Linked DNA regions of Nomascus leucogenys: region 1 is linked to region 2. A link is a contact called in public Hi-C data. All regions are on one chromosome and are shown on one strand. Each heading gives the region's core, a stretch centred on a gene start, on an enhancer-like site or on the middle of the called end of the contact. The rest is flanking DNA. Distances are from core to core; before and after follow the strand shown. Region 1 holds the start of WDFY2 (WD repeat and FYVE domain-containing protein 2). Region 2 holds the start of INTS6 (integrator complex subunit 6).

Region 1 (3,981 bases), core at 692-3,191, 130 kb after region 2:
AGATCCTTGGCTACCAAACACCTACTTTAGAAATACATTTCCACAAGGCCTGTCCCTTTCTTTTCCCAGCTATGGCATTATTTTTCTCACTTCCAGAGCCCTGCAACAACTCAATCACACCACATAGACCATTACTACTCTTCAGCTAACTTAATTCTGGGATTGTTCAGTGGAGGTTATCACATCATGACTATTGATGAAAAGAATTAAACTTTGTAAAATATTTTAAGATATTTATTCTGAGCCAAATATGAGTGACCGTGGCCTGTGACACAGCCCTTAGGAGGGCCTGAGAACATGGCCCAAGGTGGTCGGGGTACAGCTTAGTTTTATATATTTTAAGAAGGCATGAGACATCAATCAAATACATTTAAGAAATACATTGGTTTGGTTCAGAAAAGCGGGACAACTTAAAGTGGGGGCTTCAAGGCTATAGGTAAATTTAAACATTTTTTGGTTGACAATTGGTTGAGTTTATCTGAAAACCTGGGATCAATGGAAAGGAATGTTCAGGTTAAGGTAAAGGATTGTGGAGACCAAGTTTTATTGTGCAGAGGAATCTTTCAGATAGCAGCCTTCAGAGAGAGCAGGTTGTAAAATGTTCCTTACCAGACCTAAAAGGGTGCCTGGCTCTTAGTTGGTTATCTCCTGGGTGTAGGAAGGAAGGAAGGAAAACAAAGGGGAAAGGGGATATAGAATGTGGATTTTTCCCACAAGAGACTTTGCAGGGCAATTTTAAGGCATGGCAAGGAAACATAATTTGGGGTAAAACATTTTTATTTTCTTCCTTGTTACGCCAGAGTCAGATTGGAAAGTAAGTCATGATATACACGGTCAAAACCCATCTGATGAGAATTTATGGTTTTTGTAGGCCACGACTCCCCAGACTCCTTAGGAATTTGGGCAAGATAAAAAATCGGAGCTTAGTCTTCACGATCAACCCCACATGTCAGGCCTTGTGGTAGGCACCTAACATTCAGTCAGTAACCACAGTAACTCTGTCCATTGTGTCTGGAGCAGGCTAAAAAGGCTGGATTGCTGGGGAAATGGAAAGAAGCCAGCACTAGGGGTCTGGGTTCAAGTCTGGAGGGAAGGAGGGGTTGTTTAGCCCTAACTTTGCACTAAAGTAACCTTGGCTGAGTAATTTAGCCATCTAAGAAAACGAGGGGATAGACACCACAGATGATCTCTGAGATCCCTTGAAGATGTCTGTATGAAAGATTCTCTCCCTTCCATGTCCCTTCCGTGCCACTATTCTGAGCATCAGCCTGACCCTACGAGTGGTGACGTTCTACTCAGCTGGGGGCTGCCCCTCAGTTCCCATAGAGGCAAGTCTGGGTCCTGACTTGGCCAATGGCCCTGGAGGCCGCTGAGCTCCTCAGGCCCACAGCGCAGCGAAGTGGGCGATAGGTCATTCCAGGACAAGGGGGTGGAGGCTCCAAGAAACTACGACTCCCAGGAGGCCACTGGGTGCCCTCCGGCAGCCTGGGCCTGGTGCATGTTGGGAGCAGTAAGCGGCCTCCCGCCGCGCTTCATTGTTAAGACCGCTAGGCCAGGTAGCCCGCGCGCATGCCCAGTCACGTCCCAACTAGTTGGGCTGCTTTCCTTCCTTTCTTTCCTTCTCTTTCCGGTCTTGCTGACGCACTCCTTTCCCCGTCCCACCTCCGCCCTCTTTTCAGGGAATTTCGAAGGGGCGTGGCCTCTGGCAAGCGCGTCCCCAGGGGTGTGTATACGCGCGTTCACGGGAGGTTAAAGAGGGAGGGGACTAAACCTTGGGTGTGGAAGGCAGAGAGAAGACCGCGGGGAAGGAAAAGCGCATGCGTCCTAGTGGTGCTGCAGCGCGCGGCGAGTCGCGGAGGGGACGGGGGAAAATGGGCTTGGGGGACTGACGCACGCGCATTGGGATACCAGATCCCCGCCTCCTGCTCCAGGTTTCCCCTCCTCCTTCACCACCCTCCCGGAAGTGGAGCCGCCCTCGCGCCCACCAGCGGCTACTACCCCCTGCGGCAGGCCCCGCCCACACGGGCTCCGCCCCCCCCGGCTCTCCGCCCCCTCCTCGGGTAGTGGCGCCGGCTTGCGTCCCAGGTCGTGGCGGTTTTGGTGCCTGAAGCAGGGAGCGCGGAGTCGTTCCCGAGAGAGGCGGCCAGGCTATGCTCGCCGGTTTCCGGCGTTCCGCTCCGGCCAGCCAGAGTCTCTGTCTCAACCTGTGTCCGTGCTCCAGCAGTCTCCTCAGTCCGGCCCCGCGGCGCGGTTGGCGGCGGCGCCCCAGGCGCGCCCCCTCCTCCGATGGCGGCGGAGATCCAGCCCAAGCCTCTGACCCGCAAGCCGATCCTGCTGCAGCGGATGGAGGGGTCCCAGGAGGTGGTGAATATGGCCGTGATTGTGCCCAAAGAGGAGGGCGTCATCAGCGTCTCCGAGGACAGGTATGGACTGCTGCCATTCGGCCGCAAGGAGGGCGGGACGGGCCGACGGCCCCCGAGCCCGCGTCAGGGGCTGTGCCTCCACGTCGGCGCGAGTGTGGACTTGCTCCCCCAAGTTTTATTGTAATGCGCATCCTGGTGGTGCCGGTGTCCAGCTGCGCGCCACCTCCGCTGTGTGGCTCCGGGAAGCGGAGCCGGGACGGCGGCGAGCGCTCCGGCTTCACCCCGGGCTGGGTAGTGCCTGCGTGAGCCGGGTGGCCCTCGGGCTAACGGTGCGCCGGAGGGACTTTGGTCCATCCCTGAGGACAGGAGGGAAAGAGGGGAGGAGCTGCCCGGCCCTGCAGGTGTGTGCTTGGGAAACGATGCCCTGAGCCGCCTCTGCAGGGTAACCAAGGGGTTTGGGGTACTGTCTAGTACAGCTCCCAGGGTTTCAAACGGAGAAAGCAAATGCCACTCCTTCCCAGACATTCCCACTGAATCCAGATAGCCCAGACATCTTAGGCTGAATTCAATGAATATTCTAAGTTGTACCAAGAGTAAGTTTAGGCTTCTGCGTGGTGCCTTCTTTCCTTTCCCCTCCTTATCTCTTGGAGCTCCAGGAGAAGCGCGTAGAACTTGTAACGGATCACTGCTGCAAATAGCTCTTGAGTTCCTTCCCTTTGCCTGTTTCCTTTATTTTTGCTTAATTTTGCTTAATTTGCAGAAGTGGAACTGGTTGTTCTGCCTTCAAATGTTCTCCCTGTTTTGCGTGTTCGCTTTAACTGAATTTCCTTTAATATGCAGAAATAAAGCTGATGAAGCTAATTTCTAGAGGAATGTTGCTTGAAGATAGTATTATGATAATTTATCTGGAATTGTTTCTTTGCTAAAATCTATATAAGCATTCTTACAAAAGAACACTATAGAGCGGTATATAACACGGGGAGTTTACAGTAAGTAGGTTTTCTTAATATAAGTTCAAATCATGCAGAGGTAAAGTATCCTTTCTTGGTGACTCTCAGAATTGAGAGGCTAAGAACAAAGTGCTCATTGCTGTCTTTATAGTCATTTCCGCACTTAGTATAGTGTGTGGCCTCAAAAACTGAGCTCGATAGGTTTGTTCATGTCTTAGGTTCTTCACTATAACTAGGATGAGTATATTAATGACATGTTTTTGTCTACATTATGCTCGATACAAATGGCGCCTGATTAATTTCCTATGCAGATCCAATGGAAAACATTGTAAACATACACCAGTGGCAAGCATTCTGCAATGAACAGAAGAAATTCATGGCTGAAATGGAGTACATGGATGTATAGGACCCTTTTGAAATTCACAGAGAAGCCTTATGAGAAAGTTTTATTTTTTCCATAAAGGCAAAATTTTATTAAAAAGACTGCTTCTGGACCTAGACATTCTTTGTCACAGTATTGTTTTTATTGGATATATTCCATAAAATATATTGAAGGAATATATTGGTAGATGTCACTTTCCCAGTCTGTAACTACTGGAGATGGAACTGATCAATTTCTAACTGCTGTGGAAAATTCATAAGCAAATTCATGGAATCAAGAAAAGGAG
Region 2 (4,179 bases), core at 1,199-3,698:
AGGATGCTTTCCCTTTTAGGTCTTTAGTGAACTTTCAAGGGATTAAAACCAATGTATGTCAACTTTATAGCAAAAGATTCAGATTCTAATCCTGAATACAAATGCATTTTAAAGGGGGAAAAAGTGAGGGATGTAAAATATATATAGTAGGGTAAGAGTTTTGCCTTTGAACAATGTGCATATTCTAATTTGGAATGTTTTATACTTGCATTTCATGTTATGTAGTTTTTGGATTGGACTGTGTTTTTCCACAAAATGAAAAATCAACTATTTTGCCACCTTATTATTCAACCTACCTGCCCATAGTTGTCTATGCCAGTTACTAATCTATTTAAATTTAATAAATCAAAAGCTGTCCTTAGAGATTGGCCAAGAGTCGTAAGTCCTTCAGCCTGAAGGTTTTTCAGTTCATTCATAAACGTTGCATGGTTTTCTTTCCATCCAGCCTGAAAAGAAAAATTTAAGATTTTTTTTTTTCATTTTTTAAAGCCATGTGTACACAGAGCCGTTATAATCTGACGTTCACCAAGTAGCAGCTTCACTTTTGGTTGGTTTGGCTTGGTTAACGTGTTAATACTGCACCGCTGCTGAGGAAACTCTCTTCCAAAGGTGGCCCAGGAATAAACCTGCTTCCTCTCTAGGTTTTGGTAGTTAACAGCCTTAATACTTTATAACTTCACTGACAAATTTACTACCTAATCTAATAGCCAAAATTTGGGTATGTGAAGGTACTAGTGGAAGCAGATGGGAGCCGGACTTAGGAAGTTAACCTGCAGCTGTCCCACCGGCCCTCTTAGGACGAATCTGACAAGACCAATCCTGGCAGCCCCGCATCTGGCTTCCGGGCCGGCCGGGCCGATTCCCCTTTAATGCAAACCGGGGCTGTGCGCGGCCGGGCCCGGCTGTCACTCCGGCTAACTTGAATAAATATCCCCCACAGTTCATTGCTGCCGCTCACGCCGCGGAGGGGAAATGTCGGCCATGTTGATAGCAGCGCCGCCGCCGCCGCCGCCGCCGCCGGGCCGGGCCGGGCCGGGAGGGGACGGCGGTGGCCCAGCGACTCCGCGCCGCGCTAGGACGCTGCCGAGCGGGGGAGGGGGTGGGAGCCCGCAGGGAAGGGACCTCAGCGGCTGGGAGCGCAGCGGGTGGGGGAGGGGAGCATAATGAAGGGTGAATGGGGGGGGCGGGGAGGGCGAGCGAGGAAGGAACAGGGAAGGGAAAGGAGGAAAGGGGGAGGGCGAGGGCTATTACCTTGATAGCATAGGGCGGCTCTTCGAAAGTGACCAGCATATACCTGTCTCCTCTGCTGGCAGGGTCCCGGGCACGGAGCTGCGGGACGGGAGGAGGAACAGGGCGGGCGAGAGGGAAGCACAGAGGCGAGGTTACGAGGCGGAGAAGGGGCGCCCAGCGGCCCCGCCGCCCCCACAGTACCGCACACGCAGCGGCCACCCCTCCACGCCGTCCCCCACACACAGATCGCTCCCCACACACCGCCCGGGGCCGGAGCCCGGGCCCCGGCCCGAGCCCGGCTCGCAGCGCCCGCCCGCCCGCCCGCGCGGTGGGGGAGGGGGTCCCCGAGCCCGGCAGCTCCCGCAGTCAGGTCCCCGACACCCCCGCCCCGGCCGCCCTCCCCCACCCTGCCGCCCGCGGGCCGCCGGGCCGGGGTCGCCGCCCGGGCTCGGTCAGTCGGTACCTTCATGAAGGTCTCTACCGCGCCTTTGGCCGTGTCCAGGTAGGTGGTGCCCAGATGGCTGCGCTGGTTCATAGAGGCAGACGTGTCTATCAGGAACAGTAAGATGGGCATAGTGCTGGCCGGGGACACCGGGGCCCGAGGTGGTGGAGAAAGAGGAGATGGTAGAGGTGGAGGGGCCGGCGGCGGCGACCGCCGCTACGCGGGGCGGGGGAGCACGGCCCCCGGGAGGAAAACACCGTCTGGGTCTTTCCTCCGGCTGCGGGGAGTTTCTCCCCCGATAGTTGAGAGGAAACTCCCCAGACCCAGTCCTCCCCGTCGTACCCCCGCCTCCGCCTCCTCCTGCCTGCCTGCCCGCTGGGGCGGGCGCCCAGCCGTCTGTCTGTCGGTCCGTCCCCCCCGCCTCGGGGGTCCCGTCCCCGCTCCCGGCCCCTGTGTGTGTCCCAGCGGGAGACGGGCCTGGCTCCCCACCCCACCCCCGGTACAGGGAGTGGGGACCTGGGAGCTGGCGAAGAGGGGAGTGGGCTGAGGGGAGATTGGCCCTAGGGCTGTTGGGAGAAGTTTCAGGGACTCCCTCCGCACCCCGACGGTGTCACCACTTTCTCAGCCCCTCTCGCTACTGAAGCGCTTTTCTCTCTCACACTCCGGTTTTAACTCGGGCAGTGGCTGCGGAGGCTCCGCCCCTGACACGTCCCCGAGCCACGTGATACACCGCCTCGCCGTTCTATTGGTCAGTCCCTATCCTTTCATTAGCATATTTAAACAGCTCAGGGGCGAGGGAAGCTTGTAAGCCGGCTTCGGGGACAGTTATTGAGCACGCGCGAAGGCGGGGCGTCGGGTGCGCGCGAGCGGGCGGGCGGGCCGACCCGGAGGCGGGCTTCGGGAAGGGGCGGGGCCGGACTGCGGAAGGACCGCGAAGTGGGGGCGGGGGCCGCGTCCGCGCGCGCGGGGCTGCTGCGGCGGTGAGCCTGCGCGTCAGGGCCGCTGGCCTCTCCTTGGCTGTTGGAGGTGATAGGGGTCGAGGGGAGGGAAAAAGGGGCTGGCGTCAGCGCCCCCTGTGAGGTGGCTGTAGCGTGGACGAGTAAGAAGGGCTGAGTAAAGTGGACAAACACCTGGTTAGGAGAAGAGGGCAGGCCCGCAGCCGCCCTCCCGAGGAGGACTCGGGGCCTCGCGGGCGCTGGAGGAGGTTCCTGGGCCTCGGAGGGCCGCCCCGGCGCGGGCGCGAGCGGGCTCGGGCGGGGGAGGGGAAGTGAGAGGTTGTTTATGACCGGGGACTAATCTCCTCCGCGAGTCACAGCGCTCCCTCTGGGGAGTGCGGTTGAGGGGCTGTCCTCGCCCGGAGCCTCGCTCGGCCTCGGGGGAGCCACGAGAGATGGGAGTTGGACCCGCAGCGGGCCAAGAGCCCTGTCGGAGGACCCGCCAAAAAGGAAGCAAACCCTCTTTTTCTTTATCCAACCCCAAATAGGGCCTAGGGGAAGACTCATATCGATAAATGGTTTGTTGCCCGTTTTATTCTCTGGGAAATACAACTGATCCTACCAAAGAAATACCTGTCTCATGCCGTGTTTACTTAGAGCCACAGAATACCTGTTTCAGAGCTGAAGGGGACCTGAGCCCATCATAATCCGTTACCTCGTGTGCAAGCGGAAAAACTGACTTCAACTTGCCCAGATGGCGCAGAGAATAGGTTTCCCGTAACCCCGCCTGTGTTTTTCCTTCAGCCTCGTCCCAAATGCCGTGGGAGGGAAGGCATTCCCTGTCAAGCTGCTGTCACCTTACCTGAAGTAAGGAGTCCACGCCTGCATGTCCGAGGAAAACAGTTTTCTCAAACACATTAGTTGAAAAACTGAAGACACTGCCTAAAATACAAGCTGAGTTAGAGACAGCCCTTGTAAGACTAGGTAGGTATTTACAGGGCCTCTCCCACTAGCTTTGTTTTTCCAGAGTTTGTTCTTTATCCGGAAATTCTTAATTTGCTTACTGATCATTTAAAGAAAGGGTTCTATTAACATTGACACAGAAGAGACACTTTGTGGCACTTTTTAAAAATCTGGGTTTCGTGACTTGGTATAACTTATGAAACTTACTGTTAATTTATAGCAGAGCTATTTGAGTAATATGCTCTTCTATGAGTATGAACAACAGAAGAAGTGTGATTTTTAAAGAGATTTGGACTACAAAATAAGAGCATGGAATATAGGCTTTACAGCCAGTACTTGCTGAGGATGTACTGTGTATTAGGTGTGGTGCATATAAAAAATAAATAAAATGTGGTCCCTATCTTCAAAGAGCATATGTTTTCTAGGAAAATGCTACATATTACTAGCTACTCCAAGGCAGAAAGTTGTTGGACACCAAATCAGAAAAAATAAAAATGTATTACCTTGGGGTGATGCAGGAACATTTTCCAAGGTTTCAGCTTTGCCTTAGTGTTTCTTAAACAGATCATAGATCTGAAGATAAGAATCAGAGTTCTGTGGCAAAATACG

The links. Hi-C and Micro-C count contacts between places; a contact is called where the count stands out from the background.
Region 1: a contact with region 2 is called in a Hi-C map of a lymphoblastoid cell line, with 4 times the contacts expected there. The contact joins the promoter of WDFY2 here to the promoter of INTS6 in region 2. A contact is called at or near these places in 2 of 4 Hi-C or Micro-C datasets (a lymphoblastoid cell line and an unstated tissue).

The regions. Positions count from the first base shown.
Region 1 is chr5:77,773,762-77,777,742 of Asia_NLE_v1, forward strand. WDFY2 (WD repeat and FYVE domain-containing protein 2) reads left to right here and starts at 1,942. Exons shown (of 13, transcript XR_004030184.1): 1 at 1,942-2,423.
Region 2 is chr5:77,643,367-77,647,545 of Asia_NLE_v1, forward strand. INTS6 (integrator complex subunit 6) reads right to left here and starts at 2,449. Exons shown (of 21, transcript XR_004030181.1): 1 at 1,694-2,449; 2 at 1,252-1,329; 3 at 297-446. LOC115835196 (a long non-coding RNA gene) reads left to right here and starts at 2,621. Exons shown (of 2, transcript XR_004030183.1): 1 at 2,621-2,698; 2 at 3,265-3,978.